Linked DNA regions of Gossypium hirsutum: region 2 is linked to region 1. Evidence: chromatin contacts called from public Hi-C data. All regions are on one chromosome and are shown on one strand. Each heading gives the region's core, a stretch centred on a gene start, on an enhancer-like site or on the middle of the called end of the contact. The rest is flanking DNA. Distances are from core to core; before and after follow the strand shown.

Region 1 (3,911 bases), core at 711-3,210:
GAGTTTGGACAGCCACTTGTTTAGGTTCGCTATGGACATTGTTTTTAATAATTTTTAATAATTTAGTAATTTCTTACTGTTCATAATAAATTTTAAATAATTTTTTATATTTCTATTTTTTATAATTATTTGAAAAATCATGTCTAAGATGAACATAGACAATTTTCTAGACGTGGTTTTTAAATAATTATAAAAATTCTTATTTTTTAGGATTTTTTGATTTTTTAAATATTATCATGTTAACATGAGGTATATATGGTATGTTCTATATCACTGTTTGGTTTTTCCGTTAGTCATATTAGTACTTGATAGTAGAAATGGATGAAATTATTTTTTTAAAAAATAGTTTAATTTTTTATCTAACATTCATAGACGAATTCATCTATTTTTCGAATAAAAATAATAAAATACAATCCAACTCTTAAATAAATAAGCCTTTCATAATATACCAGATTAGATTTTATGTTTTTTTAAATAAAAAAATCCATTTAAAGTATTAGATTCCATATCATTGTTTAGTGATTTTTAATAAAAAATTAATTTGTACATATTTTTAACGTATATATATTAATTTATTCATTTTTAATTAAAAATAAAATACAATTTAATACTTAATATAATTACTACAATATAAAATGCTATGCTTAATCATTTCGATTTGCCTCAACTTGATTGCTTAGATGGTGTTTACGGCTGACAGCAATCGAAATTTGCCGGTAAACAACAACCTTAGGAGTATTGGACAAATATCTGGGTCCAATATATGTGGGTGTCCTTGTTTGCAGCAGGCCGTCTTTTCTCCTGCCAGATGCCAAGGCGCACACCTCACGGCTTACAGCACGCTCTTTGTCAGCTTCGTGATTTGCTGCCCCCACTCGAAGCTTCAGACCATTCCGAGGCTTAGGACCCATATGTCCTCCCATTAATGAGATCCTCATATTTGATATAATAAATTTCTTTTCTGGGTATTAAAATTTTATGGCCTTTTGGATGGGTTGGGTATTCAATCAGGCTCATTCTATCAACGCTCATAGCCCAATGAAGTGATGATTAGAAAGAATATTTTGGGCCATCAAATTGGACCATTAGGAGCACAATGCTTGGTTCTATTGGGTTTCAGAATACAATTTCAAGTACACGTTAGTCACCATCAATAAATTTTACGTTGAAATTTTAGTACTTAAAAATTGGCTTTATCTACTTCAATTTAATTTAATTATCTGTGAGTATAAGTTGAATTTTCTCGTATAGGCCGTAATATAAGTGTACTGGTCCGTATAAAAAATTAAAATTATTTTTCAAATTTAAATTTAAATTTAAATTTTTATTATTTATTTATACCAAAAAGATAATGTAAAAAAAATAAATTTTATTATTTATTTTGATTATCTAAAATTGATCAAAATTGTGTAGGTTAGAAATTAAGTAAATCAATATTTTCAACACATAATTTTTTATAATTAATGTATTTTTTATGTTCTTTTTACTATTTATGAAAATTAAGTTTTTTCAAACTTCGTGCTTATCCTTCTTAATAATATCATATTCAAGATTGCAACATATTGTATCATTATTGATCTTAATAATTTTTAAAAAATAATAAATCAACACTTATTTTTGTTTATTCATTACTTACAAATTTTTTTCAAGAGATATTTGTGTATATATATATATGAAAAATTATTTTATACACAGTCAATAATATATTTTAGACTACACAAGTAGGTTGAGAGTTTGATAAGTATATCATAAGATGTAATAAGACAATAAAAAATAATTATATAAATAAATGTCACACTTGTTTTTTTTTTGAAGGAAAATGTCTGGATCTTTATTAAAACAATATAACAAGACCAAGCCTAACAAGCCTAGTACAAAAAGAAACAGAAAACAAATCGAACGGGGTAAAAACCCAAAGCAAAACAAAACAGAAGCAACTTAACAGGGCCTAAGAGTCCAATCCAAAATAGAAAAACAAGATAAATTGTAAAAAAGATCCAGGTTGGCGAAAATGGGGAGCTCTAGAGGCTTCTACTAGCCAGCTATTTTCTATTCAACCCATCTTTCAAAACTAACAAAAAAACATCTGGGAGAACGCAACTATAATGATGACCTCCATTAATTGCTGATCAGTGCCCATCATTTCCTCAGATAATTCAAAAAAAGAGTTTCTCTCTTTCTCACCTCCCATTATTCATCTTCCAAAAGACTCTCCTGATGCAATCCACTAAAATCATTCTCGTAAGGACTCCTCCCTTCGCCGATCTTCATTCAGAGCTTCTTCCACACCAAAAGTGAACATATTCTGCAGATAAGTTGTCTCCTTCTTCTGTAAACCCTCCTTAGCAATAAGATGAGCCACTTTGTTTGCTTCTCTTGATACAAATCGAAAAACACAGGACTCAAAATCGAAACTCAGATGTTTTGAATCTTGAATAAAAACTTCGATTTCCGATCTGTCATCGACTTGCTCATGCAATTTTCGAATCACTGTTCGGGAGTCGCCTTCAACTTCTACCTTTCGCAGCCCTAGAAGTAGCCCAAAACGGATCGGAGGCACGCCATCGCTTCAGCAGTAAAAGTAGAAGGTATATACTTATGAAACACTGTTTTAGCAAAAATGACTTCTGACCTTGCGTTCCTTGCTACTAAACCTGAACAAGATTCCTGTAAATCCTTTTTGAAAGTAGCATCAAAGTTGATCTTTACCCAAGGATCCGTCGGGGCATCCTATCGACTAGTGAGAACCCGCATCGTTGGTAAGCTCGAACTCAACCTATCCAATTCTCTAATATAGTTCTTAATAAAGGCTACCGTTTGAGATCTAGACTTTAATTCGCCTTCATGTAGAAATCTGTTCCTTATATTCCAAAGCACCTGTAAAGCACATGCAATCGTCCTGCACTGATTAAAAGAAAATGACTCAAAAATGTTATTAAGCCAATCACTGAAATCTGAGTTATCCTCTTGAGTAAGCCAGTTAAATCCTAACGTAGACCATGTTTCCTTTGCTATAGGACACTCCTTGAATACGTGCTCACTAGATTCCGGTCCATTATGACACCTCCGAAAAATATCAGATCCCATCAGTCTCCTGTAGTGAAGATTACAAAAAGTAGGCAAGAAGTTGCGAAAAAGTCTCCAATTTGTAATTTTAATCTTAGAAGGTAGATCTAGGCTCCAAATTCTTTTGTAAAAATGTCTGTAATTAGAATGCGTTTGGTTCTATCCCTATTGTAAAATCAATCTGTGTCCGCTATGAACCGTGTACTCCCCAGTTGGCTCTCCACGCCAGATTATGTGATCTTTGTGTTTATTTATGGATAGAGGAATACATAAAATCCGCTCTACATCACTGACCGAAAAGGTATTAGAGATTAGTTCAGTTTTCCACTTCCTTGTACTAGTATCGATTAAATTTGCCACTAGTAACAAATTCGAATTGACATTCAAATTCTGAACTCTATACTCTCTGCTTCCAGGAACCGAAGCATCACCCTAAATAGAGACGTTCATGCCATCACTGATCCTTCATCCCATCCCATTCAAAATGAGACCTTTAGATGACCATATACTTTGCCAAGTAAGAGAAGGTAAATTTCCTAACCTGGAATTTAAAAAATTTGACTTTTTAAAGTATTTGGCTTTCAATGTATGCGCTAGTAATGAATTAGGATTATGTAACAAATGCCAACCTTGTTTGTCCAGTAACGCAACATTAAAAGAATTCAAATTGCGAAACCCCATCCCCCCTTCCTCATTTCGAACACATAATGAGTTCTAATTGCACCAGTGAATTCCTTGCTTCCCATGGCTTTTCTGCCACAAAAAGACCCCTAAAATATTCTCCAATTCCACGCACAAGGATTTTGGTAAAAGGAAACAAGACATTGTATAAGTAGGAATGGCCT
Region 2 (3,911 bases), core at 919-3,418, 480 kb before region 1:
ACCATTGTTACATTATGGACTGCCATCTATGACAAAAACATAGCCTATTGTCGATTTCCTTGAATCTCGACACGTAATAGAATTCAGAATCAATATATTTGATAGGAGTGATATCTCCTCTAGAATACACAGGCATATAATCCCTCGTTCTCCGTAAATACTTCAGTATATGCTTAATTTCTTTCTATTGTCTTGGTCTTGGATTCGCCTAATATCGACTTACCAACCTCACTGCAAAATAGATATTTAAGCGTGTACATAGTGTAACATACATGAGACTTCCTACTGCCAAGGCATAAGGAGCCTTTCTCATATTCTTTTTTTCTTTCGCTGTCTTAGGACAATCTTCTAAAAAGACATGAAATTTCAATACGAAGGGTTGATTTCCCTTCTTCGAATTGGCCATTGCATAACACTCCAATATCTTGCCTATGTATGAAGCCTGAGACAGTGCTATCACATTGTTCTTTCAATCCTTTAAGATTTGAATACCTAGAACTAAATTAGCTTTTCCTAAGTCCTTCATGATAAACTATTGAGTTAACCACAGTTTAATCGATGACAATGCTCTTACATCAATTCCAATGAGTAGAATGTCATCGACATATAGAACGATAAAGACCATCTTTCCATCCACTAAATATTTGTAAACACAAGGTTCATCTACATTTTGCTCGAATCCAAAAGTCTTGATCGGTTGATCAAATATTTGATTCCATGAGCAGGATGTTTGCTTAATTCCATAGTTAGATCTAAGTAGTTTGCAAACTTTTTCCTCGTTTCCTTTAGCTATATATCCTGTGGGTTGCATCATGTAGATGCTTTCATCAAGATAGACATTAATTTTTTTTGTCTTAACATCAATTTGCTAGAAATCGTAATTGAAAGATGTCGTATGGATAGTAATATGTGGATTAACTTTGAGCATGACAACTGAAAAGATTGTTTCTTCATAATGTTTCTTCATAATCGATACCTTATTTTTTAGTATATCCTTTTGCTACAAGTCTGACCTTATAAGTTTCTACTTTTCCATCAGGATTTATTTTCCTCTTATAGATCCATTTACACCACATGGGTTATTTCCCTTTCAGTAAGTCTACAAGTTCCCACACTGAATTGGAATACATAGAGTCCATCTAAGCTTTAATAACTATTTCCCAGAGCTTGAAATCAAAATTCTGCATTGCTTCGTCATATGTGAGTAGGTCATTTCTTCTTATTCGGCAGACTTAGTGTTAAAAACACTTTTTTCAAATTGGAAGAACTCAGGCCTACAAGATACCCTCCTACTATGACGAGGCTCCCTATGCTGCTGATTGTTTGCAGGTCTACCGTCTGTGACCCCTCCAATCTTTCTTGGGAATTGAACCTGCTGTGATTTACCTGAGTTTCTTCCTGTGTATTTTCTAACTTTTACTAGAAGAGCAATCCTTTTAAGTTCCATCTTTCTCATTCGAGCGTACGAATTTGAAAGTATTGTATTAACATTGGGAGCGACATCCACTTTCAATTATACCGATCAGGGCGAAATCGCTTTTAAGGTAGTAGTTCTTCCACGGCACAATAATTTCTTTATTTATTTACACTTAATTTTATTTCTTGTTAGTGCTAACAGTTTTGTTTGCAGTAGTATATTTCCAACAGTAGATCCATTTCCCAATGTTGTCCCTTCACTACAGGCAGATGCCTATGGTAGAGTAATTAGATTATAATTTTCTTACTATTTCATTCTTTTTGAACCCAAAAAACATCTTAAGAGACGAGTGACCAAAACAAATCAATCTCAATAAAGCTAGTGAGCCGTCAGTAGTATGTCATAATTTTGTGATAATTTTTTTCAAAATACTAATAATTAGGTGAAGTCAAATTTTAATTTTGAAAAAACACTATGGGGACCGGTACAACTAGCTCTTGCATTTGTTTTCTTGTTCCAATTTGACTGTATTTAACAACATCAGTCACCAATTGATTAAAAAGGGACATTATTTTTTTCTAATTTTTCCTTCACTTTGTCGAGGATCATCCAAAATGTAAATAATTTAGAACCATAATAATATTAGTAAAGAATAAGTGGGTGAGAATAGCGGGGTTTGGTAGAGGGCCTGACTTTTCCATCATGCTCCTGTTCACTTTCTCTTTAATTAGAATAAAAATGTAATGGAAAAGGAATAATATACATATATTATAATAAAGTAAGAGTAGATGCAGATGTGTAGCAATGAAGAAAATATTAACAATTGTACTCTCAATTCTTAATAACCAGCACGGCAGTTCCCCACTAGTCAATATCCAAAGAAGGGACACTGAACCGGGATGATCTTTAGGCATTTTTAGTTAAAAAGGCAAAGGCTTGTTTAGCCTTGAGGCAAAGCCTTAAATTTCACTAGTCAACACCAACCATTTTTGACGAACCCTCACCCTTTTTAAACACCAACCCTGGAATTCCCCCTAACAAACCCAAAAAATATGAAGGTCCAAGTCTTAGAAACTGCTCTCATCCGCCCCTCCACCGCACCACCTTTCACCCACGATCACACCCTCCCCCTCTCTCACCTAGATAATGACCACTCCCTCAACGTCACCTTCCGTTACCTGCGAGCTTACGTCAACAGCGACACCACCGGTCGTGACCCTTTCCAGGTCATCTCCTCCGCCATCTCCGCCGCTCTCCACCACTATTATCCTCTGGCTGGATCTCTCGGCCGTTCCAGCAACGGTAGGTATGAGCTTTTCTGTCGGTTGGACCAAAGCCTACCGCTCGTAAGTGCCAGCGTGGACTGCACATTGGAGTCTGTAAATCACCTTGATGACCCTGATATGAATTCGGTTGAACAGCTGGTTCCCGACCCAAGCCCGGAAGAAACGTTGGTCAACCCCTGTACTTTACAGCTAACGGTGTTCAAATGTGGTGGGTTTACTCTTGGGGCGGCTATACACAATGCTTTATGCGATGGGCTTGGTGCGACCCAGTTTTTCTGTATAGCAGCTGATTTCGCACGTGGGGTGGACGAAGTAAAATATCAGCCGGTTTGGGATCGATCCACTCTATTGGGTCCAAGAAACCCCCCGAAAGTTGAAGCCCCAGTTCTTGAGTTCCTAAGCTTGGAGAAAGGTTTTAATCCTTACAAACAGGATATCGGACATGTTGAAAGGGAGTGCTTTTATGTGGAAGATGAATGCTTGGACCAGCTCAAGGCTTTGCTTTTTGAACAAAGTGGTCTGGGTTTAACCACTTTTGAAATCTTAGGTGCATATATTTGGCGAGCCAAGTAAGTTAAAAAAAGTTTGGTGTAATTAAATTCACATAATGTGTAAGCAATGGAAGTGTTTTTGACCTGGTCTTCATTGTTGATATAAACAGGGTGAAAGCCTCAAAGATTCCAGGCGAGGAGACGGTGAAGTTTTCATATTTGATGAACATCCGCAAAGTGGTAAAGCCAGCATTGCCTGCAGGCTACTGGGGCAACGGCTGCGTTGCAATGTACGCCAAGGTCAGTGCCAAGGACCTAATCGAGCAACCTTTGTGGAAAACGGCAGAACTGATCAAGAAGAGCAAAAGCAATGGCAGTGACGAGTACGTGCGTTCTTTCATTGACTTACAAGAACTGCACTATGAAGACGGCATCACGGCTGGGAAAGGGGTGAGTGGGTTCACTGATTGGCGACATTTGGGCCATTCGGCTGTAGATTTTGGTTGGGGAGGTCCCACTACAGTGTTGCCACTTTCAACCAATTTCCTTGGGAGTATGGAGCCATGCTTTTTCCTGCCTTATGCTTCATCAAATACAGGGAAGAATAGAGGATTTAAAGTGTTGGTGAGCTTGCGTGAGAGTGCCATAGCTGATTTTAGAGAAGAGATGGAGAAATTTAGTAGGAAAGAATTTAGTAAACTTTGAGCTGTTTCTAGA

Evidence for each region. Hi-C and Micro-C count contacts between places; a contact is called where the count stands out from the background.
Region 2: a Hi-C map of hypocotyl shows a contact between it and region 1, with 3 times the contacts expected there. The contact joins the promoter of LOC107936677 here to the promoter of LOC107962948 in region 1. A contact is called at or near these places in 7 of 34 Hi-C or Micro-C datasets (anther, hypocotyl, leaf and 1 more).

What each region holds. Positions count from the first base shown.
Region 1 is chrA06:81,368,745-81,372,655 of Gossypium_hirsutum_v2.1, reverse strand. LOC107962948 (G-type lectin S-receptor-like serine/threonine-protein kinase At1g11300) reads left to right here and starts at 1,960. Exons shown (of 5, transcript XR_005928188.1): 1 at 1,960-2,588; 2 at 2,688-2,759; 3 at 3,483-3,593.
Region 2 is chrA06:81,847,956-81,851,866 of Gossypium_hirsutum_v2.1, reverse strand. It overlaps LOC107936677 (3'-N-debenzoyl-2'-deoxytaxol N-benzoyltransferase), which reads left to right and starts at 2,168. Exons shown (of 2, transcript XM_016869425.2): 1 at 2,168-3,272; 2 at 3,365-3,911. The coding sequence starts at 2,470. The coding sequence ends at 3,899.